6 separate regions of the Mus musculus genome follow, and all the other regions are linked to region 1. The links are chromatin contacts, called in public Hi-C, HiChIP or PLAC-seq and promoter capture Hi-C maps. All regions are on one chromosome and are shown on one strand. Each heading gives the region's core, a stretch centred on a gene start, on an enhancer-like site or on the middle of the called end of the contact. The rest is flanking DNA. Distances are from core to core; before and after follow the strand shown.

Region 1 (4,001 bases), core at 516-3,015:
TGACAAAGATACTGTCAGTGGGGGAAACTACAGCATGGCTGTCCCCTGACCCCACCCCAGGCCTCTGCTAGATGTTGTCAGCCCGATGTCCTGATGTTTACTCCACATCTGCTACTTGCTGTTTGTTCTTTTATTTTTGCTCGCTACCTGCCTAACATACTCAATCATTTGAACCTGGAAGTCCAGGGGCTGGAGAGATGGCTCTGTGGGTTGAGAGGACTGGCTACTCTTCCAGAGGAACCAGGGTCTTATGCCCATGACCCTAATGATGGCAGAACACAACCATCTCCAGTCCCTAGACGATTGTCCCATGTGCTCTTCCAACTTCCACAGGCACTGCAGGTTATATGGTGCACAGACACGTATGTAGGCAAAACACCCCGCACAAAATATAACAATGAAAAATTATATATAATTTTTATACATCAAAATAATCATAAAAAATAAAAAGAAATTGAAAATAAAAGAGAATCTGGTCTCTGTTTGAAGGCTGGGACTCTTCCTTCTGGCTGGTCTGGTAGCTTCTGCTGCTTCCTGTTCGGCCAGCTCAGCCTCCTTCTGGTCTCTTCTGCACTTGTTCTTGTCTGCTCTTCTCCTCTCCCTCCCTTCCCATGCCAGCTGTGGGAGTGAGGCCCCAGTGCCAGCAGGCTAGAGCCACACAATGGGCCCTTAGTCTGGGCAAAGAATCCCTGCAGTGTATCCCACCCACTGAAGCCCTCTTCCAGGCCCAGGGTGGTGTGGGTGAGGGATCGAAGCCATTGGTTGGCAGGGCAGGGGATGGCCTTGGCTGTGGAGGACCCACAGGGTTTTACTATGTAAACACCACTCACAATGGCAGCTTGTCTTCCTACCCCAGCCCCATGTCGCCAAGGAGTCTCGGAGCTACACTAATTCTGCACTTGTAAGCATTTACCTTGGTCCCTTCTCATTCTTGCTGTTAACATCTGTACATTATTATCTCTTTCCTTCTTCTTCTTTCTTGTCTTTTTTTTTTCAGAGCTATTCCTTATTCTTCTATTCCTTATTTCCCTTCCTTTTTGAGACAGTAGCTCATGTGTATCCTGGTAGTCCAGTACTTCCCCACTTGCTGTGTAGATAAACTGGCTTTGAACTTGCACTGACCCCATTGCCTGTGTCTTGGAAGGGCTAGGAATATTGATGTGAATCAACCCACACACCTGTGCTCTCTCTGTCTCTCTCTGTCTGTCTCTGAGATCTCACTATGTAGCTCCAACTGTCCTGGAACTTATGAAGATTAAGCTGCCTTTGAACTCACAGAGACAAGCACTCTGGATTTGGATCCCCGGAACTGGGGTTATGGTACTACCATATGGGTGCTAGGAATCAAACCCCAACCCTTTGTAAGAGCACAACAAGTACACTTAACCACTGAGCCATTTCTCCAGCCCCTCATCAAGCTGTCTCTTCCTCTTTCCCGGTACATCCCACAGGTCCCTGCGATTGGTATGGGGGTTATTCTTCCCACTTTGCAGATGTGGAAGTTAAGGCACTAGTTGCTGGCACTACTGTATGTTTCTCCTTTCTATGCACTCACTGTGCTCTTGTCCCCAAGGTGCCCACCTAGCACCTGGACGAGGAACGGCCGAATATTTAGCACCACGGACAGCTCCTGCAAGGTGCGGAGGCGCCGGTGCCTTGCTTCTCGCGAGCGCTCGTGGAATAGCCTTACGAGCAGTGTGGGAGTCTCGCGAGAGTGGTTGCAGCAGGCAGGGCGGCACGGGAGCGCGCGGGCCCGCCTCGGACGCGCGCGCACGCTCCCCGCCCCCAATCCGGGAGCCGCTCGCGGCCCGCTCCGCGCCTGATCGCCCGGTGCAGCGCAGCTCAGCGCGGCGCAGCGCGACTACCTTTCTGCAGCCGAGCGGTCGGGGCTGGTGAGTCCTGGGCCTGGAGACCCAAGGAGGGCACTGCGGGGAAGCTACGAGCTGGGTTGGAGAGGTGTCAGCGGCTCCAATTTTCTGCCTTCAAAGAGTCCCTCTTCATTTGAGGGGGTAGGTCGAGCTTCTGGAGAGGTGGGGAGTCGAGGTGACCTTTCCTGCTTGGGGTGGTAAGCGCTCTTTGTACACCCCTAAATCCTCCTCCCCATTCCTGTTTCCTCTTTCCTCTGTCCCCGCAGAGGGAGCCCGGGATTTGGGTGACGTCAGGCCCTTGGATGGAGCCTGGGCTTTGGGCCCTCCACCCCACAAACCCCGAGTTCCACCTGGCATTCCCTGGAAGCCGGCCTCCTCCTTTTGGGATGGCGCATGCGGCCGGGGATGGGAACGTCTGGAATCTAGTGACCGTGGTATCACAAAAGGCACCTGCAGGTGGACCCAAGTTGTACTCATCCCTGGAAGGCCGACCTTTGTACCGCGGGTCTGAGCAGCCTGGTTTTTGGAGGAGGGGGATGGGTGCACTGCCTAGGGCCCGGATACCACCAGGGCTTTGGGGAGTGGGATGGGGGTGCTGGATGTAGCGCATCCAGCATTAGCACCAGTCAGTCACGAGGAAGGAGGGGAGATGTGTAAGAACCAATCCCCGTCCTTGCCTTGAGGTTCTCCTGATCTGGAGTCTGGGGGAGTCAAGTAAGACTAGGACTGATAATTGGTTGTTAAAGGCCGACTTGAGGAGATCAGCAAAGGCCAGGGCTGGAGACAGAGACAAGAGGCAGCAGCTGTCAGGAGGAGACTTTCTGGAGGTGGGATTTGGAAGGAGGCAGAGGCGAGAGAGGGCATCTCAGTGTGGTAATGGACAAAGTTCAGAGGTGGGCATGAAGCACTGCTGCTCCACCCCAGCCTGTCTGTGGTGTGTGTGGGAGGGATGGTCTAGAGAAATGTGCAACCCGTGCGTTACCCATTATGTCTTCTCCATCAGGACTGTGAAAGAGGGAGATGATTCTGGCAGGGCCACGGTTGGCAGAGAGATTTTGCTTGGGGTTGCTAGTTTAGCGTCTGTGGGAACTTGGAGAGATAGGACCAGCTCTCCATTGCTGAGAGAGAACCGTGGCAGGGATGGGCCATCGAAAATGGAGTGTTAGTAGAGGGGATTAGGAGTCCTGGGACTTGTGGCCATTTCTATTTTTCTTTCCTTTATGTTTTTAAATTGTAATCTACATATACATATATATGGGTGTTTTGCCTGCTTGTATGTGCACCATTGTGTGCAGTGTCCTCCGACCCAGCGTTGGAGCCCATGGAGTTACAAATGGTTGTAAGTTGCCATGTGGGTACTGGGGAAAGTTTGGTCTTCTGGAAGTGCAGTCAGGGCTCTTAATCACTGAGCCATCTCTCCAGTGTGGTTGTCTCTTTAGCCCCCTCTTTGGCTGGTCACTGCTGAACAAGTTGATACCCCTCTCTGGGTATCTTTCTGCTAACACTTTCTCTAGGGACAAAATAAGTGGACTAAGTAGTGACCTCCCTTGAGGAAGTGTCTTGTTCTGTTTAAGAGAACCCTCTGAGTTCTCCCTTTTCCCTCTTCCTCTCTGCCTGTCAGGCCTCCTCTCCACGATACACTTCCTGCCTTGCTGTCAGTTTGGGGTCTGAAGCGTTCCTGAAGGAAGTGATACAGCTGGCTCAACAGAAGTGCTGGCCTTTGCCTCTTTAGGGGAAGGCACCCGTCTTCCTGGGGAGGATATCCAAGCTTTAAGTCTTAAACATGGGGTGGGTATGCTCAGTGTGGGGCTCAGTCTGCCTGATCTGAAATCTTCTCTCCACCATGGACCTGATTTTTCCTACTGCAGGGCCTGTCCCCTGACTTCATACTAAGAAACAGAACAAGTTAACATCTGGGTTCAGCCTCCAGATTGTGTGGTGTCCAGTAGGAAGGCACATGCTTGTAATCCTAGCAGTTAGAAGGCTGAGGCAGGAGGATTACTGGGCATTTAAGATCAGCCTGGGCTACTGAGCAAAGCTCTGTATTAAAACAGCTTCCATCTGTGAGGGATGGAAGACGAGACTGGATGGGTGAGATAAGCACCAGTGACTGCTTTAGAATTTATGTGGTAG
Region 2 (4,001 bases), core at 399-2,898, 340 kb after region 1:
ATCCTCAGTGTTCAGTTAGGTGGGTGCCATCGAAGAGAAGAAAGTTGGATAGGGCTCTGACTTCTTTTTTTTGTTTTGTTTTGTTTGTTTGTTTTTTTTTTGTTGTTTTTTTGTTTTTTCGAGACAGGGTTTCTCTGTATAGCCCTGGTTGTCCTGGTGCTCACTTTGTAGACCAGGCTGGCCTCGAACTCAGAAATCCACCTGCCTCTGCCTCCCGAGTGCTGGGATTAAAGGCGTGCAGCACCACGCCCGGCTAGGGCTCTGACTTCTTTTAGGACCCAGTTACTGGACTTTGAAACGGAAGCTGCATGGACCAACAAAGAAATGTCTTAGTTTTTTAAAATCTATAATGGATATAAAGTGTCATCACATAGCATTACAAAGATTAAACCTGGTATGACATTTAACATTTAACATCTGGGGAATGTGAAGTGCAGTTAAAAGAAATTCATTATTCATGGGAAGATAACTTAATACCTTACTTTATATCATTTTAGAATGATTTGAAGTTTCCCCCAATACATATGTACTATACACAATAAAACTAGCTTATGAAAACTGGGGATTTATAACACTGGTGTCCAAATTCTGGTGGCTTACAACCATCTGTAATGGGATCTGATAACCTCTTCGGGTGTGTCTAAACACTGGCAATTTCCTCAGTTCCGAAATCATGAAATTACTCTGGAGACCCATTCATTCAGCTGTGGCTTCTCCAAAAACCAGGCTAATCTGTGGCAGTATCTGGCTCTAAGAGAGGACACCTCACCTGGACAGGTTCCCCATCACGCCAGACAAGGCTTTCTCCATCGCTTTCCCAGCAAAGATGAACTTCCTGGCCCACCCAAACTTCAGGGATGACCAGTTCTACCCGAAACCAGCAGGTCCACCATCTGTAAGAGAGCCATTTTGATGGGCCTAGGAGTGGAAACCCTCGGCTTTAAGATGTTCTCCATGCATGTGCAGCATCAGAGAAATGGTCAAAGAATAAAGGGAAAGGGGGAGAGGCAGCAGGGATGAAAATACTCAAGTGAAGACGCCGAAGGATAAAGGAGCTTCTCTCAGCAGAGGGCGCCACTCTGCTATCTAGCAGACTAGGGTTTGGTCGTGGGGCGGAGCTTCGCCAAACTGGGCGTTACCCACGTGGGTCCGAAGCTGTCGCCGACCTGCGCAGGGCTGAAGTTCTGCTGCACCGCCTTCTCATAGGGAAGCCTCTCGGGCGTCAGGAAGCTGGAGAGTGTCACCGAGCAGCTGTCCCCGAAGAGCCTGGGCAGGAGCAGCTGATGGGCGCATGCTCGAAGCCGCCCCTGTCCCACCCGTGAGCCAGCGGATGGCTGGGGAAACGCTCTCCCTTGGCTAAGGCCGTGAGGACTGCCTGGCAGCTCAGCAGCACAGACCAACCTCTACCGTTCGCTCCCCAGCCCCTGGCCTGGCAGTGGCGGGAACTTTGTTCCGCGGCCCGGTTGGCCACGGCCTGGGTTTCCCTCCGGAAGGGAAGGGGAGAGCGCGCGGGTGTGGTAGGCCAAGGACCACACCTGCCGCGAAGGTTACAGTCGGTGAAGTAGATCGGGGACACGAACTTCTCCACCCGCTCGAAAGTGGTGCGCCAGTGCTTCAAGAACGGCGCTGCCGCCATGGCGATGCGCCTTCCCTCCCCGGAAGATCCTTGGTGCTGCCGGCTCGTTGCACCGCTTGGAACCAAAGGTTCCGGCATCCAACCAGCTTACAGACCCGAGCAGCTTTTCTGGGAACACCACGGCTTTTGCAAGAGGCTGGCTCTGGGGAGCCTCCCAGTGAAACCCGGAAGCTGAGCCTTCGCGGTTCTCACCTCAGCCTTGCTGTCAGACAGCTGGGTAAATTATTTTAAAATACAATGGTAAGTTTGAGCTGGTGGTGTGGTTCGGTAGGGAGAGTGCTTGCCTAGGATGCACAAAGTTCACAGACCAGGAAGTGTAAATTGGAGTAATCTGCGACAATGTAGCGCCTTTGAGTACAGCCTGAGCTACTTGGTATTCTGAAGGAAGGGCTAGGGAGGGAACCCCTGGAAGGGCATGGGAAAGGTTTAGTTTTCCATTCTCTTCACTTACTCAAGCATTGGTAACTGCATAATATGAAAAGCGCAAGGCTACTTCGGGTGTTTTCAGAAATACAGAAAAGGGGCTTTGCACACCAGTAATCCTCCATTACATTACATGCATCACCGTTGCCCATTACCCCAATGTCCAGAATTTTGATCTAACGCAGGTCAACAAGTGCAAGGAAGTTTGAATGCTAACCTCCAGCTTTAACGTTTGCAGGAGTCTGGAAGAAAATAATACAGGAGGAATCTAACTAGCCTGCTTTAATGGAAATAACCAGGTTTACATTCCAAATGCAGGTTACCCAGAAAAATGATCAAGTAAGAAATATACAATGCCAATTAAAATAACTTGTCAAAACTTGAGCAAAGTCCCTTGTTTTATTGGTCACAAGGACTTTTTCTCCTAAAAGGGCCCTGAAATCTTACCCTGACCTGCAGGGAGGTGCAGTACATAGTACATAGGTAGCAACTGCCAAGGCTGCTGCTGGTCAGACCCATGCTCCCCATCCTTCTAGGCCAGCAGTCTTAAGGAAATAGAGGGGGAGAGGTGAACCATAGCTGAGGAAGCCAGACCCTTTCTTCCTGGCATGCTGCCTCAGCCACTGCCCTACATTTTCCCATTAGGCTTGATTACTTCCAAGTTTCCTTGTCCTCCTATGAGAAAAACACCCTAAAAGCAGGATATGGTGACACACACCTGTATTCCCAGAATTCAGGAGTCCAAGGCAAAATTCATGAGTTTTTTTTTTTTTTTTTTTTCAAGACATGGTTTCTCTGTATAAGCCCTGGCTGTCCTGGAACTCACTTTGTAGACCAGACTGGCCTTGAACTCTGAAATCCCCCTGCCTCTGCCTCCCAAGTGCTGGGATTAAAGGACTGTGCCACCTTTTGAAAACCTAGAAGTCAAATTATTTTTCTTTATGGTGGTGTTGGGGATTTTAAAAACATTGTTACAATTTATTTGGTTGGGGGTGGGATATGTGGGGCCTGGGGCTCAAAACTCAGGTCTTTAGGCTTAGTGGCAAGAACCATACCCAGCTGAGCCATCTCACTGACCCCAGGACTGAGGATTTTTAAATGGAAGATAAAATACCTGGTTATGACTTGCTAGGTGATGGCTGTCGAATTCTATGACAGCTAGTCTGTTGTTCAGAAAGTCCAGGCCAACCACATTTGAGCCCCCACCCCACCCCAATGTTATGGATCACGTTTAAATGTAACTTTTAAGAAGTGGAGTCTAGTGAGATGGATGGGGATACTAGCACAAATAAATGCGCTTGCAGCCAAGCCTGAAACCTAATTCAAGTCCTAGAACTGACTACAAGTTGTTCTGACTTTGACACTTGCACGTTGATGCATATGTGCACACATACAAATAAATGTAAAAAATTTTCTTAATCTTATTTTTTGAGACAAGGTCTTTTTGTGGCCCTGGCTATCCTGAAGTTATGTAGACCAGGCTAGCTCTGAACTCACAGAGATCTGTTTCTTCCTTCTGAGTGCTGAGATTAAAGGCCCACGCTACAATTTTAAAAGCATTTGTTGGTGTATGTTGCTAAGCAATGTAAAATTCATTCCCTTCGAATTTCTACAAATACACTTGACTCTTTGGCTCGGTATCCTGAATTGTAGCCTTATTCCCAGTAAGGGAAATTAGAACTTTGAGAGGGGAAATAGGAGCCTAGGTGCGGTGTGCCTGTGCGTGAGCACAAGAACAGGCACTCAGGTGCCACAGGGCACAGCACTCCTGGGAGTCAGATCTTGCCTTCCACTATTGGATCCAGAGAGCAAACTTGTCAGGCTTATGTGGCAAACACTTTTATCTATGGAGCCATCCCACTGGCCTCACTGTTGATATGTTAATTTGACAATTACAAGTACTTATTTATTTAAAGCAAAATCCTATTTGTAACCTGGAGAA
Region 3 (4,001 bases), core at 428-2,927, 320 kb after region 1:
CACGAAGAATGAGCTACTGAGAATAACTACACGGGCAAATTAGGGAGCAGAAGATAAAATATACTCCCTGATTTGTGACAAGAACAGTTAACACGGGCCAGCAAGATGGCTCAGGGGTAGAGGCGTTTGCTTTCTGAGGTGGGAAACCCATGTTATAGCCAGCATCTAGAACCTCAAAACTCCTCTTAAATGGAGAGGGAGATGGGAGGTGCAGGCGGGAGAGCTGTTCAGAAGCTCTGGGGCCAGCCAGCCTGGAGTGCAGTACAGCAGCATAAACAAGAGAGGCCTGCTTCAACTGGCCAGAGAGACCTGACTCCGACTTCCGCATGTGCACTGTGGTACATGAATACCTCCCACACACACACACACATCATATACACAGCACAACGACAATAAAAAAGAATCCAACAGAGAGTTTGCTGTACAACAGTGTTAGCTACAGACCGCATGCTGCACTTGCTCATCTTAGGCAACTGGAACTTTATTCCTACTATCAACCTCTCCTCCCCTACCCCATCTTCAACAATCTTTCTCCTCACTCTGTGTGTCTGATTAATGTGGACTTCTCACATAAATGGAATCTCAGTGTTTGTCCTTCTGTAACTGACCTACCTACCACCTAGCATAATATCCTCAAAATCACCTATGCTGCTACCTGTGGCAGGCAGTGTATAATATTCCACTCTGCTTATATTCCACACGCTGTGTTTCTTAAGACATTTTTATCATCTCCCTCCCCACCCCATGTGTGTGCGAGCTTGCTAGTTCATGCTTGAACACGTGAGTACAGCCGCCTGATGAGACGGGAAGCCTGTGGAGGCCATTCTCATTCAAACCACGACAGTGGCCCTTTCCTATCATCCCAGTTCTTACTGAGGAGGCTGAAGAGAAGATCAGGGGAAGCTGGGAACCAGTCTGAGGCCCAGGACAATGAGGAATACATAGCAAGACCCTCTCTTTAACCGTCCTCTCCTAAAAAATATAAGAAATGAGTAAATGGGTGACTGGAGGAACAAGAGAAATAAGTGTGTAAAAGGGTGAGTCTCCGCTGTTGGTCAGCACAACGCACCTGCAGAGGCTTTCTTTCTCTTTTATACGTTTTAATAATGCTGCTTCCATCTCCCAGGGACGTTTGAGGCTTAGCCTCACCAATGTTTCTCTCCTCTTGTTCTCCCCTAGCCTACCCATCACCACTCACCCCTGCGGCAGCCACACAGGCCTTCCTCAGCTTCTGTTCCTGAACTTTGAATCGATCCCTTGTGCCTGGCAAAAGGTATCTTGCCGACACTTTTTTTTTTTTTTTTTTTGCCTGAGGTTGTGACAGTCAAACCAAGCTTTTGTGCCTAACTCCTGACTTTACCTAGTGCTGCCCCAGATATAAGCCCCTGTGGTATTGCCGGATGCACTCCCCCCTCTCGGCCCCCTAGCTCCCGCAGGCCGTGATAAAGTTGTTTATATGTTACATCTGACTGCTCATTGACACGGCCATCTTGGGTCCCCAGGGATTGTTTATCTTGCACCTGTGTATGCCTCGCATACAGCTGCTTGTGGCTCTACACAGCGCCGTTTCCGGCTGCTGGCGTCAATCCTGGCCAGGCTAACTGGTGACTTCAACTGCAGACGCAGCTGCGACTCCGGGCACCAGTTCGGAACAAGGCTCTGCTCACAGTTCTTTCGTCACCTCCGGGTTACGCGACTGCTCCAAAGCTTGCCCAACACCCGGGATTCTCATAAATAAGGAACTCCATTCCATACTGCGCCGCCTGCCTGAGAAAACTACATTTCCCAGCAGGTACCAGAGTGTCTCTAGCCTTTCCCAGCGTGCTCTGAAGTTCGGCAGACTGCTGGGATTAACCCCTTACTGGCTGCTGCCTCAGGTTGAGCAGTAACCAGAGCAGGTATTCATTCAACTTTAATGGGGGCGATTCGGGGTCTCAGTAAAGGTGAAGATCTAAAGGATCTGGGAGCCCGGGAAAGACAGAGAAACCAAAATTTTGTTGGGTGTGTGCGCTATCTCACACCTCGCAAAACTAGGACTCTGAAGGTTTTCCGCAAACCGAACCCTTTTTGGTGCCAAGCCCCCAACGCGTCTACTTTAAAACCGCCCGTCTTCCCTACCTACCTTCTCCTCAGATCTTGCTAGTAGCAAAGCGCGAGGTGAGGGATAGAGGAGGGTGGTGAGGACAAAGAACGAGAGCCCTGTCCTTCCTGGCACCCCAGGGATCCATGAGAACAGGGCTGTGCACAGATTGGAGCTTACCCTTCTCCTACTTCTGCCTCCTGTCCTGACAAGAAGGCAGCCGGGAGAAAGCCTCTCTCTTCTGCCTGGGTGACCATGGCAGGCTAGGTCAATCCCATTGGTCCAGCGCACATTTGAGTTTCTACCTCCATGGATGTAGACAGATTCAGGGCCTGATTGAGCTGTAGTGGATGAGTGACCCGAGCTTTGCCTTGGGTGCCGTGAGGTGCTAGAACAGATGCTGAGTAGCTTTGAACTTTGGGAGCTCCTAAGTTAAGATGTGGATTAGGGAGAGAGAAGGCCTCCTTCAAACTTCCTACTGTGTGTGGGATGGGAGGCAGCAGGGGCAAAGGCCAGGAGTTGGGGAGGAACAGGTTTGTAAGTGGGTAGGAGGGATTGGGGGACACAAGGTAATAGGCTCCAGCAAGAATCTGAACTGTATTCTAAAGCGAGGTGTGGAGGCCATGGAAGGAAAGCACCAGTGAGCAAGACAGCCATGTGCCTCCCAGCTTCAGCTTCCTGGTACCCAGTACCTTGGATGGGTGGCCAGGCCACCATTTCTTTGCCTATCCTATATGGCGCTATGCCTCTCTGTGTCTCTGACTTTTCCTCTGTACAAACTTGGTAATAATTCCTACTGAACAAGACATTTCTGGCACGACCTGTTGTCCTCTTCCTACTACAGGGCCCAGCCATTCCTCCTTCAGAATGCCAGAGGGCCCAGAGCTGCACCTGGCCAGCCACTTTGTGAATGAGACATGTAAGGGGCTGGTATTTGGTGGGTGTGTGGAGAAGTCCTCTGTCAGCCGGAACCCGGAGGTGCCCTTTGAGAGCAGTGCCTACCACATCTCAGCTTTAGCCCGAGGCAAGGAGCTGCGCTTGACATTGAGCCCCCTGCCTGGGTCCCAGCCCCCTCAGAAGCCACTGTCCCTTGTCTTCCGCTTTGGGATGTCAGGATCCTTCCAGCTGGTACCCGCAGAGGCACTGCCCCGCCACGCCCATCTACGTTTTTACACAGCCCCACCTGCTCCCCGGCTTGCCCTTTGCTTCGTAGACATCCGTCGCTTTGGCCACTGGGATCCTGGGGGTGAATGGCAACCAGGCCGTGGACCCTGTGTCTTGCTGGAGTATGAACGGTTCAGGTAGGCCTGGGTATGTGGAGCACTAGACCAATAAGAAACAAATCCCAGCCCTCTACTAAGCCTCAGTCCCTCATCTATCGAGATGGTGTCTATGAGAGGGCAGCCCAAAGGAGGGAGACCAGCCGGAGGTCTGAGGATACAGAAACAGCATCAGGCTTTTGTAGTACTTAAGAAACAAGCTTGCACAGTGGGGAGAGGATAGCCTAGTGATTGAGTTTCTGAGTCAAGTTTTGGTTCTCTGTTCTGACTGCTTACCTGTCTATGTCCTGGGGCTTCCTCTGTGACCGTCCCTGTCATCAGAACCTGCCTCTAAAGAGGCAATAAGGGTCTCTGCTGTGAGACAGGCTCTGTAGGGGACAGCAGTGGGCAAAGCAAACTTTCACCACATTGATGACGTGCGGGTAAGATGGGGCCAGGAGACTTTGGCCAAAGGTGGGGATCTCAGGAGGCATGGCCATTCTAGGGAAGTGACCTTCAAGCTGGGGTTTGGCTGATGGAGACTGGGAAGCTGTTTAAATCTTGGAGGAAAGCCTTGCTGGCAAGAACTTGAGGGGTGTAAGCCTGGAGAGGACCTGGCCCGTTCTCATTTTCCTCCCTGGAAATAGATGATGTGCTTCTGC
Region 4 (4,001 bases), core at 936-3,435, 300 kb before region 1:
TCATTCCAGGCAGGACAAAGCTAGATATAGCAGAGGAGAATTCAAGGGCAGACAGAAGAGAGAGCACTGGGGCCCACGAACCTGGGAGGGGAAAAGAAAGGTAGAGAGAAATAGAAGCTGTAGGAGTTGAGTACAAGCAGAACGGGACATCACCTTGGTGCCCTGGAGTCAAGCTACAGACCAGGCACACAGAAAAGGCTTGACAGGCCCAGGGCACAGGCTGGTGGAAGCTGGTGCTTTGGAGCAGTGGGTAAGCAGCAAGTCTCCTTCTGGGGGAGCGCAGGGCTGAGCAAGGGGTGGAGGAGCGGTTCCAAGGTTCCTCTCAACAGAGTACCACAGAGATGAGATGTGTATGCCGGGAGACGTTCATCAACCTAACTTTACTTCAGAACCAGTTCTTTTCTTCTGCTAGGTTTTATGAAGAGAGACAAGAGGACGAAGGTCTAATGGGAGACCATCCAGGAGGAAGGCCAAGCTGCAGCCTCTGGAGAGGACAGGGCTAGGAGACAGCTCCTATATCAGCTGTCAGCAAGAAGTCCTCTCTGTAGAGAGAGTGGGGGCTGTAGGCAGATGGCCCTGATTTTTCCTGTTAGGATGGTAGGCAGGAAGACGGTCTAAATTATCTCATTTCTGACACTTGGGGTAGGGCAGGAGATGGGAACTTTTTGAGGATGTCGGCCTTAAACTGGAGGATGCTATTTTCCCGTAGCCATGGAAACATGGCTGGGCAGCATTGGTAGGAGGTGACGACACCACAGAAACCTGTGAACGAAGGAAATTCTATCAGTGTGGGCCTGGCCTCAGGTGGGAGCTGCATCTTCTGACGCCTGGATATTTCAATCTTTGGCTTCTAGGCTGGAAACCAATGGGGCAGGACTCGGGCAGAAGCAGTTGAAATGGCTGTTGAATGTCTGTGGGGTTGGAAGGTGACTATGAGTCAGTTTGAGTTTGCAAAACATAATCACCCAGCTTTTTAACTCAACCGCTTTTACTTGGTTGGTGATGAAGATGCCGGGCCATTACGTCAGAACCAGAGGCAAAGCTCTCTAAAGGCAGTTTCATCACTGCAGGGGGGCCTAGGGAGCCACAGCACCTGGTGGGCGCGCATCCCGTACGGGGAGGGGACACCTGGGAAACCCTGGCTGTCCGCGTTGAGTCAGCAAGATCCTAAAGCTATGCCCCGCCCTGGCCGGCCGCCGCAGCCTCGCGGACCTCGCGTGGCGTGGGGCAATTAGGCGCGGCACCCGCCCGCTTGGCTGCGCGACGCGCGGGGGCGGGGACGCTGTCAAAGCGAGGCCCAACCAAAGGACCGCGACTTGTATTCTCTTCTGAAAAAAAAAAAAATAAGACCTCATGATCCTGCCACGACAAAGCGTTGGACAGTAGGTGGGAGGGGTCTAGACTGGGTGCCTCACGCCCGATGCCGCAGCGAAAGGACGGGCTGAGTGACTCGAGTGGCAGAGCGGGAGCGCGGCGCGGCTCGGGGCTTTTGTGTGGCGCGGGTTTCCTAGCAAGACTGACAGCAAGACGCTCTGAGGTGTTCAAGGGAAGGGGACGATTTCTCCGTCAGACCCCACCGCCGAGGCTCGCGGGGATCTTCCCGGAGACTGCTCGCTCGAGCCAGCTGGGGCGTGGCACCAGGACTTTCAAAAAACCCGCACAAGCCGAGAGCAGAATGTGTCGTTTGCTTCTTGCGCGCAAGCGGAGTCGCGCCCGCCTTCCTCTGCCCGGGCGCACCGACCGCCTTCGTCTCTAGCGCCCTCCCGGGCCCCGGGAGAACAATGCCGGTCCTCTCCGCGCGCAGGAAGAGGCTGGCGAGCACAGCTGGGCCGCGGCGGGGAAGCGGCCCCAGCCTGGCAGTCCGGTGGGTTCCTCCTTTAGGCCCAGAGCCGTCCTCAGACCGTGGTCGCGCACCGATGCGGCCTCGGGGGCCTACGTGCAGCACCACACGGAGAGGGGCAGGCCGCGGCCCGAGGCTGCTCCCGGGACCTCCGGGAAGAGACCTCCACCGATGTCGCCCGGACCCTGGCGGGGCAGGCCAGTCCCCCAGAGTCTGCGAGTTCGGGGCTAGAGCGGTCAGGCCTCTGGGCCGGGTCGAGCCCGGGCCGCCGACGGCTGCGTCACGCGAGGGGGCGGTGCTGCCACGGGCGGAGGCCAGAGCCGGAAGCGGAAGAGGCGCTCGGAGTGGGGAGTGGGGCCTAGCCGCAGCCGGAGCCTGGGAGACGGTGAGTGTGGGCCCGAGCCCGTGGCCGGGCAGCTGGGGTGAGTCGGTGGGGACGGCCACGCCGGTACGGGTACCGTGCCACCCGGTCGGGTCTCGGCTTGGACCTATTTCCCTCTTCGGCCCACGTCAGGCCGCGGTCCCGACCTCTCACCCCTGACCCGCCGCTTCTCTCCCTGAGGGCGGTCACTGCAGACCCCTTTTCTGGTTCCCGCGGTGTTGGAGGCGGAGCTCCAGCGGCCTCGGAGCCGGCTGGGAGGCTTCCCTTTGGGTCCCGCGCCGGCCCGCTGGCTGGGTCGCGTCCGACCTAGGCTATCCTGGAAAGGCTTTCCCTGCCCCGAGCTCGAGGCTTAGCCCGCAGATCTCCTTCGCGCGCCGCCTGGAGTTTGATTCTGGCCCAGGCTGGCCATCCCTTTGGTCGCCGGGTCTTCCCTTGGCGGTTACGGGGAACGGGGCTCTGAGATCCCTGGGATTCGGGCAGAAGGAAGGGACTCGAGTGCGGGCCGCCGGCCCCCTCCGTGTTTTGTTATGATGGAACCGCTCCATCCCGGAGAATGGGCCAGACCAAGCCAGGAGTACAAATGTCCAGGCTGCTCCTCGGTCCGGTCGGGAGCCTCTATGCTTTAGTTCCGGGTGCGGGTGCCCTGATGCTTGGGTGGGAATTGCCAGAGTCTAGCCCCCATCAAGGCGGAGTTGGCGGCCTTCCAGTTTCCCTCCTCCGTGCCCTTGAAAAGGAGGAGCGTTTTTGCCCGGTGGCAGCCGCAGATTGCGAGGTGGCAGGTTTGAGGTTGCAGTGGTGGGGCACTGCCAGCCAAAAATAACCATGGGTCGCTTGGGTGGCAGGAATCCGGGAGGGCAGCCGCTGACCTGGCTGGCTGCTCTTCTTGTTAGCCCGGTTCTCTAGCCAGGAACAGCAAATGAGAAGCCAGAGAGGCCTGTGCTCATAGAAAAATTGGCATCCAGTAACTTGGTCTCATTGGTCACATTGCCTTTTTCTTCATTGTTCAGAGCAGAGCCTCCCAAAGCATAATTGTGGCCTTTACGTTTTAAAAAGCTTCTTTGCCGAGGACTCATGGAATCGGAGAATTTGTGAGAAATAGGCTCAAACGACCTGGCTGGGAGGAGGACATGGGCCACCTGGTAGCTCCCATTTTTCACCTGCCTGGGATGCGTTGCAAGGGAGATTATCTCCATTACTGCCTATGTGTGGTACTTCATGGCCAAAATATTGGGCCATCTTTGCCAGTATGAGAGGTGTTATCTTCATTTTTCAGGCATGACAATTTAGGTCTAGAGTGACTTGTATAAGGCCACAGGGCCAGTAAGTGGCAACACTGGGATCGAGTTCAAGGTTTCCTGCCAAAACTTCCTACCCGGTCCCTTGGAAGGAATTATAAATTAAGGCATTCAACATAGCCCTGAGTGTTAGCCGGAACCTTCTCAGTGCTAATGAAAGGCTGTCTTTAGTACTTCTTGTGGCCCAAACCTGTGCTAGGCTTTTGACTTTATAGGGCAGACATTTAATTCCTATGGAGCCTGTAAGAGATTATTGTTCCCTTGTTTCAAGAGGAGGCTGAAGCTTAAAGTGGTTTAATAACTTGCCTAAAGGCAACAGTGAAGTGGTATTGCTGTGGAGCAGGTTGGCATTCGACTCTGAGGCTGTGACTTTCCACTCAAGTAGACATATGTGGTCATAGAAATCCACTTAGGTCCCAGAAGGAAAATTTTGGTCTGCTGTAGATTAGACCGCATTACAACATCCTCCAGATAGGATGCTTAG
Region 5 (4,001 bases), core at 552-3,051, 270 kb before region 1:
CTTAGGCCACTATAGCATCCCATCACAATAAAACAATATCTTTTCCTAAAAATGGAAAAAGTCACCTTGAACTTTAGAGTTTTCTTCACAAACAGGCTGCTCCTCTTTTCCAAGAATCGGAACAGATACTAATTCATCCTCTGACCCCTTTAAACACTGCCATTCTTATCAATTTCTTGGTAGGAGGTCACACTCATTTGCTCTCTGCTTCCTCTTATTTCTCTCTTCCAGGTAGTTCTTCCTCTTAGCTTAAGAAATTCAGCCAGCAACTTGTTTTCTCAAGTAACATTGTCACTTTCTCCCTATGCACACTACCCAACCTTCTAGCCATCAAGAAGGTCTACAGTGAAACAACGTCAAGCTTTACTTAAAAGAACATTTTTTTTTCATTCACCAGAAACAAAATTCTAAGAGTTCTGAAGTTTATGTGGTACACATCACATATATTAGCGCCTGCAGACCAGTAACATCTTAGAGGTCAGGGAACCAAGCACAAAGCAACACCAAAGTAAAAACTTGTGATCTGAAGCCCTTTCCTTAATAACATAGGTCTTGTTCTCCCAAAATAACAATGTCATCTTCCAAATGCAATGGCCCAGAAAAGCAGGTCCACTGCCAGGAAGACCTTTTAGCTTCCCTGTCTGAACTGGGCTGGAGAGATGGCTCAGAGGCTAAGAACACTGGCTACTCTTGAGAATACATGAAGACCTATGTATCCAGACTGGAATCCCAGCACCCACATGGCAGTTCACAATCATCCATAACTCCAAAGAATCTGACACTTCTGGCTTCTGTGGGCATTCATATATGTGGTAGTCACACATGCAGGCAACCACCCATACACACTTAAAAAACACAAACAACAACAAAACAGGCTCTAGTAAGTCATCAGAGGATTGCATGCTATCTGTGTCAGGCATTTTGGATCCCAAATTCTTAACTCCTTCAAGTAGGGTAGTGACCCTTTTATATCAATAAATAGCCATGATTCACTGAGCTTGTTGCATCTCTGTCTTTAACACAGGCATGGTCTCACCAATTGGTCAAATGTACAGACACAAACCTCACACTATTTATGATCTAGTCTAAAAACATTAGTTTTCTTGTGGATTTATCATCATCCCATTGCTCTAGCATTCTGATTAGAAAAATCTGCCTGCCCACTGGTCATTTCTAGGGAAATTTCATTTATTTCTATTATGAATGCAGCCTTGGATGTGTAGATTGCCCAAACCAGACACAAGAAGGATATTTGCTGTGGGTTTTGGCAAAAGGAACCAAGTGGAAAGCCCAAGTCTATGGCATTTAGGCCTGTGTCTTCTCAAGTAAGGCAGAATAATACAATTTAATGTAAGGAAGACATAATGAAAATTGCCTAACATTTGTCAAAATAAATGTCAGCTGAGTGCTTCTGCCTGCCTGCCTCTCATGTTTGTTATGGGCAGAGGTGACAAACAGTGCCATTAAGAACAAGAGCCTCTCTTTCCACCCCTTTCTAAAATGTAAGTCACTGGGGTCCCAGGTGCCAAGGCTAAAGGTGCAGCCTGACCTTACATGTCAAAAGCTGATTAAAACGGCCATGTTTAATGGCCTGCTTTAGACAGACACATATTATCAGAACTAATTAGGAAGCCCTGATAGCAGTAAAAAGGCTGGCTGAATTTTCAAGACTCCTAAGCTGTCCTGTCCAATTAGCTGCACACCTACCTCAAAAACCTCTTTACCTCCAAAGTCATGCAAAGGAGAGCTTTCACTCTGTCTACACTCCCTCACCTACTTACCTGAACAAGTACGACTGGTTTAAAATGGGTGACCTGCTACACTGTAAATCAAGCTTTTCAAGCTCTTATGCTGTACAGACAGGACACTCTCTGGGAACAAGGAGATTCATTTTCAGCCGGTTCTCCCCTCACAGTCTTAGAGAATATGAATGAAGCTCTGGAGATAAGGGGAAACAAGCAGTTTCTACCCTGGCTAGGTGCTACTCCAGCTGGGAACAGAGTCTCCTACCGTCTCCCCCGGTCTGTAATGATGGCTGGCATAGTTTGATAGCTAGCCTAGAGTGAGGTGGGGTAGGATCCTCTCTGCCTGCGGTCCTATGCTGGGGACCTTACTGGAGCCTGCTCTGTTTGCTTCTCCAAAAGGAACACACAAGAATCCAAAAAGTTCCTCTTAAACATTTATAAATAAAGTTCAAGAAGCTAGACAGGCTTATCAGAAACAGGCAGGAGGAATAAAATAAGCCCCAAAGGAAAGGAAGCAAGAACATAGCGTGTATACTGCGAACAATAACACTGGCCATCTGAACATGGGCCAAACCTAATTATGTTTGGGTTGGAAGGTGGATCTTTATTGTTTGCAAATCAAGGCAGTCAAATCAGTTGCTGGGTTTCTCTGAATATCGTATTTTACAGCTGTACTGACTAAAGGCAGAGCTAACCGTATCCAGTCATGACAAGCGCAGCATTTGTAACGCTCCCATTAACTTCTAGGTATCATGGAAAACAACTCAAGCGCACACTGCATAGGCCAGGAAACGAGGCTCCTCTCTGCACACTTCTACAGCCTGGCTGGGCTGACTCTTGGGTCGTAGGACCCAGTGGTCTAGCACTGCATGTGTCTGCCACTCCCATACTGTCACTTGTGCACTCTGCCTTCCGGTCCACAGCACTGCAGACTGTGTCTCCTCACAGACACACCTGTCCTGATACTCTCCAGGCCCCAGTCCGGCAGTACTACATCCAAGCTTCCCTCCCGTCCACCCCGTCCAGCCTTCCTCCTGCCTGACTCTTACAGCCAAGTGCCTCTCAGTGTAATGCAATCTTTACACAAAGGTGGCTCCTTAGTGGGAGAGGTTCTGTGCCCTGTATCTCATCAACAATGGACACAGCTCCACTGATGGGCAAGGGAGTCCTCTGGATCTGTGAACTGAGTCTATTCTGTGGCAGTCCCAAAATGGGGAGTCTCGGGGTAAGCATGTCTTCCTTTTACGTTTCAAAACCACCTGCAAATTAGCACCTTCAGACTAGCAATGTATAGGCAGCCCCTCCAGATCAATATTAAAGCTACCACAAAATGCAATGTGGCATCAAAAGGAATTGTTAAGAGAAGCCTAATACTATAACAAACATTATCCTGGCACAGGAGGCCTTCCGTTCTGGCTGCATCTATCCCACATCCTGTACTTCAGACACCTCGTCTATCAGGCCCCAGCTACCTTGCCAGCTTCTAGTCTCTATTCCAACAGTTCTTTTGGGAACTTTTAGCTTCCCTCTCCTAGTATTAGAATCTTCTCAATTTTTACTTTAAAATATTTTTATTTATTTACTTATTTGTGCATGTATGTCATGGTATATATGTAGAAGTGTTAAGAAAACTTGTGGAAGTCAGTTCTTTCTTACCATTATATAGTTCTGGGGAGATTAAACTCAGGTAGTCAGACATCAGATCAGTAAGTTTTTTTCTGAGACAGGGTTTCTTTGAGTAGCTCTGGCTGTCTGTAGACCAGGTTGGCCTTAGACTCACAGAGATCTGCCTTTGCCTCTCAAGTCTTAGGATTAGAGGTTTGTACCACGGCCGCCCTGCTCAGAACAGTAAAATATATATTTTTTAAAGATTTATTTATTTATTTATTTAACGTGAGTACACTGTCACTATCTTCAGACACACCAGAAGAGGGCATTGGATCCCATTACAGACGGTTGTGAGCCACCATGTGGTTGCTGGGAATTGAACTCAGGACCTCTAGAAGAGCAGCAGTCAGTGCTCTTAACCACTAAGCCATCTCTCCAGCCCCAAGACCAGTAATTTTTACTTTTAACTAATACATTGAACATAAAAGTTATATATCTTAATGTGGTACCATGTAACAAACATTGAGGATGTGTAATGTTTAAATTAGGTCAAACCCAGTGTTGGACCCTAAATGCTACAATACCAACCCGCCATGCAAGATGTGCCTATTAATTTAATAGTAGCATGGGGGTTATGGGGTAACCAAC
Region 6 (4,001 bases), core at 651-3,150, 260 kb after region 1:
TAACTCATCCTCCTGGAACTTTGAGTCTTTAGGTACTAAGAGTCATTAGGTACTAAGATGGTGGCCTAGCAACCAAATGGAGTTTCTCTGCTCTGCGTCTACAGCTAAATTAGACATACATCTTCAGGTCAGACTTTGTTAAATCTCAGTCATCAAACACACACCAGCCTTATGTCATATCCCATAAACCTGTGTAACTTAGACCTGTGAGCTGGCTTCAGGCTTTCATGGTCTTGTTGACATCTGTTATTTTTCATTCTTAGGACAATATCTTTTTTTTTCTTAAAGATTTATTTATTAATTATATGTAAGTACACTGTAGCTGTCTTAAGACACTCCAGAAGAGGGCGCCAGATCTCATTATGGATGGTTGTGAGCCACCATGTGGTTGCTGGGATTTGAACTCAGGACCTTCAGAAGAGCAGTCAGTGCTCTTACCCGCTGAACCATCTTGCCAGCCCCCCCCCCTTTTTTTTAATCACACAAAATCCACTGCTATCCAAAATATTCTCATTAACCCCTTTAAAAAAAAAGATTCATTTATTTATTTTATGTATATAAGTTCTGTAGCTGTCTTCAGACACTCCAGAAGAGGGCATCAAACACCATTACAGATGGTTGTGAGCCACCATGTGGTTGCTGGGAATTGAACTCAGGACCTCTAGAAGAGCAGTCAGTGCTCTTAACCATTGAGCCATCTCTTTGTTAACCCTTTTTAACCAAAAATAAATCCTCAAAAAAAACTTTCCCCCTCATACTTACTCTTTTTTAAAAATTATTTTTCTAAAAAAAAAAATTGAATCCAAATAACATACATGGCATGTTATAGCAAACTAAGATTATCTGTACACACACTGTAGTGGGCTACTAAACTATAATTATACCATCGCAGAAAAGTATTATTAATACTTCAGCTGCTAAATCTACTAGGAAAACTGGTCTTTGGTAACTTAAGATGAGCCATAAATTGTTATACAATGTATCTTTGTCCTAAAGGTTATGAGAACTGCTTAACTGCTCATTATCAAGAGTTGGAATCCTGAGGGCGAAGCCCATGTGACCTGATCTATGTCCTTCTCCAAACACACACACACACACACACACACACACACACACACACACACACACACACACAATATATGCAATATACAAAATACTTCAAAATATACATATATTATACATTTATGTATATATAATACACATATGTAATATACTATATATATAAAATAATACATATACATGTACACACATAAGTATGTATAGTAGGAAAGGGGGAAGAGAACTGTTAAATTTGTGATAGAAAGACCAGTTCCAAAATTTTGAACCAAATTGGAAGCAAGCGTTAATTAAATACTTACTGCGGTTATTGTGAGAAGGTGTGTCTGCTAGCTTGAGGAGCTTGCTGCCCCACGGAGAGAGAACTTTCAGGAATTTGCTGTCTGACTGAGAAGCTGCAGGCTCAAGCTTCTGAACTGGTAATGGATTAAGTTTGAAAGCAGTAAAAGAAACAAGTAGAAACAGTTAGAAGTGTACTTTGCTGTTGAAATAAGGGAAATATTTAGTTTGAGAATAATAAAGTCAAGTCTCTGAAGGAAGGAGAGAATTAGATTAAAACTGAAAATATATTTTGTTAAGATGTGGAATATACAATGGCAGAGGGCAAGTGGACCCGGTATAATTTTATTTCATATATCAGCATAGAAATATATGTTTGGTAATGACCACAATTTTCAATGCTCTCTTTAAGGAAAGATCAGAATAAAGCAGACTTTGATAAGGAGAAGATTGAGAAATGGAATTCCAGATTAAAAGTGATAGAACAGAGATTAGAGGATCCTGTAGATAAGAATAAAGAAACCTTCAGACAAATCCAATCTTGAGCCCACGGCGCCACCTACAGGATGGCCCATTAGAAAACCCACAACTAATTTTCCAGTTACTGTAAGAGAAGTAGCTCCAGGAGAGAGAAATCATACTGGCTTGAAGTATTTGGCTGCTGGCAGCCTATAGAAATACTAGACTTAAAAAGACTTAATGAAGCAATAATGTCTTATAGCATGCATTCACCCTACGTGAAACAGATAATAACTGGGCCATGCAAAAATTGTATAATTCCAAAAGATTAGAGAGATTTGATGTCATCCATGTTAGAACCTGGCCCTCAACTACGGTGGCTGACATGGTAGACAGATGAGGCTTCAGTTATGGAGCAACAGAATCAAACTAGAGATATTAATATTGTCAAGGATCAGTTGCTAGGTGGAGGTTAATATTCTGAACTAGAGTACAAATTATGTTTTTTTTGATGCCACCTTAAAGTAATGTCATTTAAATGCTTGGGACAAGGTTGAACAAGGGAAAATGATCTGGATCATTTACAAAGATAACCCAGGGTTCAGACAAACCCTTTGGCTGACTTCTTTTTTTTTTTAAAAAAAACAAAGATTAACTTCAGCTCTAAATAGAGCAATATCAGATACAGATGCTAGAGAAATAATTGAGTCTTTTGCTTCTGAGAAAGCTAATGCTGAATGCAAAAAGACTGTTAGATCTTTAAGAGCCAGATCTGTACCAATTTTTTAAAGATTTATTTTATTATTATTATATATATGTAAGTACACTGTAGCTGTCTTCAGACACACCAGAAGAGGGTGTCAGATCTCATTACAGATGGTTGTGAGCCACCACCATGTGGTTGCTGGGATTTGAACTCAGGAACTTCGGAAGGGCAGTCAGTGCTCTTAACCACTGAGCCATCTCTGGTACCCGATCTGTACCTATTTATGAGTGGATTAAAACTACTTCAGATATTGGATGTAATGCTTACAATTTAGTTGTGGATGGACAGACAATGGCAGAAGATATGAGAGCTCAGGCTGTCCAATGCTATGGCTGTGGAGAACCAAGCCAGCTCCTAAAGGACTGTGAGCAAACAGGATACATTTTTCTCTAATGAATGTCCCTAGGGGGCTGGAGAGATGGCACAGAGGTTAAGAGCACTGACTGCTGTTCCAGAGGTCCTGAGTTCAATTCCCAGCAACCACATGGTGGCTCACAACCATCTGTAATGGGATCTGATGCCCTCTTCTGATGTGCCTGCAGACAGTGTACTCACATTTTATAATAAACAAATTTTTTAAAAATGATAACCCTGGAATATGTAAAAGATGCAGAAGATGGGCACACAACGCTTATGAATGTAGTTCATCCAGAGATATTAGAGGCAATTCCTTATGGTCAGAAAACTGTCTAAGGGGCTTTGCTTGGGCCCCAACAAAAAACAAGAGCCATTTGTTCCCTATCAGCCAAGGAGAGACTGAGAAAGCGACTGGAAAAATTAAAACCTACTATGACAGACAGTGCTGCTCCAAACTTAACTAAACCATTCAATCAAGATGGTGTAGCTACAACAGATAAAACAAGAGGATTCAAGTACTAGACAACAGGTATTTCGGCAAACTGCTATAAATGATGAGAGACCAAAATTGTAGTAACAATTAGATGGAATTGAGATTGAAGGTCTAGTGGACAACTGGAACAGATGTAATAATAATTTCACAAGATCCCTGGAATCCAGCTTGGCCACTTCAAAAGGTATCTGCACAGTAACTAGGGATTGGGAAATTGTCTCAGGTAATACAAACTCTAAAATTGATTAAATGTATAGGACTGGGGGGCTGGAGAGATGGCTCAGCAGTTAAGAGCACTGACTGCTCTTACAAAGGTCCTGAGTTCAATTCCCAGCAACCACATGGTGGCTCACAACATCTGTAATGAGATCTGGTGCCCTCTTCTGGAGTGTCTGAAGACAGCTACAGTGTAGTTAGATATAATAAATAAATCTTAAAAAAAAGTGTGCCGGACGTGGTGGCACACGCCTTTGATCCCAGCACTCGGGAGACAGAGGCAGGCGGATTTCTGAGTTCGAGGCCAGCCTGGTCTACAAAGTGAGTTCCAGGACAGCCAGGGCCTCGAAAAACCAAAAAAAAAAAAAAAAATGT

Evidence for each region. Promoter capture Hi-C pulls out the DNA fragments that hold promoters and counts their contacts. Hi-C and Micro-C count contacts between places; a contact is called where the count stands out from the background. HiChIP or PLAC-seq counts read pairs in DNA pulled down with a chosen protein or histone mark.
Region 2: a contact with region 1 is called in an H3K4me3 HiChIP or PLAC-seq map of bone marrow-derived macrophages, with 4 times the contacts expected there. The contact joins the promoter of Man2c1 here to the promoter of Scamp5 in region 1. A contact is called at or near these places in 3 of 39 promoter capture datasets (the C10 cell line, cranial neural crest and neural stem cells), 2 of 115 datasets of contacts at active chromatin or transcription factors (bone marrow-derived macrophages and fetal liver) and 3 of 9 other capture datasets (adipose tissue, liver and pancreatic islet).
Region 3: a contact with region 1 is called in a promoter capture Hi-C map of liver. The contact joins the promoter of Neil1 here to the promoter of Scamp5 in region 1. A contact is called at or near these places in 7 of 39 promoter capture datasets (the C10 cell line, the HPC-7 cell line, cranial neural crest and 4 more), 1 of 484 Hi-C or Micro-C datasets (bone marrow-derived DN3 thymocytes), 17 of 115 datasets of contacts at active chromatin or transcription factors (the 230-238 cell line, T-cell acute lymphoblastic leukemia, astrocytes and 11 more) and 3 of 9 other capture datasets (adipose tissue, liver and pancreatic islet).
Region 4: an H3K27ac HiChIP or PLAC-seq map of microglia shows a contact between it and region 1, with 6 times the contacts expected there. The contact joins the promoter of Clk3 here to the promoter of Scamp5 in region 1. A contact is called at or near these places in 6 of 39 promoter capture datasets (the C10 cell line, cranial neural crest, embryonic stem cells and 1 more), 3 of 484 Hi-C or Micro-C datasets (embryonic stem cells and stem cell-derived neurons), 4 of 115 datasets of contacts at active chromatin or transcription factors (astrocytes, large pre-B cells, microglia and 1 more) and 3 of 9 other capture datasets (adipose tissue, embryonic stem cells and liver).
Region 5: an H3K4me3 HiChIP or PLAC-seq map of fetal liver shows a contact between it and region 1, with 5 times the contacts expected there. The contact joins the enhancer-like site here to the promoter of Scamp5 in region 1. A contact is called at or near these places in 7 of 39 promoter capture datasets (the 3T3-L1 cell line, the C10 cell line, embryonic stem cells and 2 more), 5 of 484 Hi-C or Micro-C datasets (B cells, the G1E-ER4 cell line, the HL-1 cell line and 2 more), 3 of 115 datasets of contacts at active chromatin or transcription factors (embryonic stem cells, fetal liver and microglia) and 1 of 9 other capture datasets (liver).
Region 6: a Hi-C map of bone marrow-derived macrophages shows a contact between it and region 1, with 20 read pairs. The contact joins the enhancer-like site here to the promoter of Scamp5 in region 1. A contact is called at or near these places in 8 of 39 promoter capture datasets (the C10 cell line, the HPC-7 cell line, cranial neural crest and 4 more), 1 of 15 datasets of contacts at CTCF or cohesin (large pre-B cells), 2 of 484 Hi-C or Micro-C datasets (bone marrow-derived macrophages and nephron progenitors), 4 of 115 datasets of contacts at active chromatin or transcription factors (bone marrow-derived macrophages, embryonic stem cells, microglia and 1 more) and 4 of 9 other capture datasets (adipose tissue, embryonic stem cells, liver and 1 more).

What each region holds. Positions count from the first base shown.
Region 1 is chr9:57,465,824-57,469,824 of GRCm38.p6, reverse strand. It overlaps Scamp5 (secretory carrier membrane protein 5), which reads left to right and starts at 1,765. Exons shown (of 7, transcript NM_020270.3): 1 at 1,765-1,892.
Region 2 is chr9:57,128,424-57,132,424 of GRCm38.p6, reverse strand. Man2c1 (mannosidase, alpha, class 2C, member 1) reads right to left here and starts at 1,648. Exons shown (of 26, transcript NM_028636.2): 1 at 1,536-1,648; 2 at 1,144-1,266; 3 at 770-893. The coding sequence starts at 1,636. Man2c1os (mannosidase, alpha, class 2C, member 1, opposite strand) reads left to right here and starts at 1,135. Exons shown (of 2, transcript NR_102289.1): 1 at 1,135-1,876; 2 at 2,298-2,443.
Region 3 is chr9:57,145,981-57,149,981 of GRCm38.p6, reverse strand. It overlaps Neil1 (nei endonuclease VIII-like 1 (E. coli)), which reads left to right and starts at 1,677. Exons shown (of 10, transcript NM_028347.3): 1 at 1,677-1,898; 2 at 2,925-3,381. The coding sequence starts at 2,948.
Region 4 is chr9:57,763,298-57,767,298 of GRCm38.p6, reverse strand. Clk3 (CDC-like kinase 3) reads left to right here and starts at 2,185. Exons shown (of 13, transcript NM_007713.5): 1 at 2,185-2,225.
Region 5 is chr9:57,735,056-57,739,056 of GRCm38.p6, reverse strand. All of the region lies in intron 4 of Edc3 (enhancer of mRNA decapping 3), which reads right to left. Among named protein-coding and RNA genes, the nearest start is that of Clk3, 28 kb to the left of the region's middle. Within about 2 kb of position 1,801, at least 13 of the 459 cell types and tissues checked have an H3K27ac peak or open chromatin away from gene starts, as enhancers often do.
Region 6 is chr9:57,207,385-57,211,385 of GRCm38.p6, reverse strand. No RefSeq gene overlaps it. Among named protein-coding and RNA genes, the nearest start is that of Gm46115, 6.2 kb to the right of the region's middle. Within about 2 kb of position 1,900, at least 1 of the 459 cell types and tissues checked has an H3K27ac peak or open chromatin away from gene starts, as enhancers often do. A contact at or near this core is called in bone marrow-derived macrophages, where this site is marked.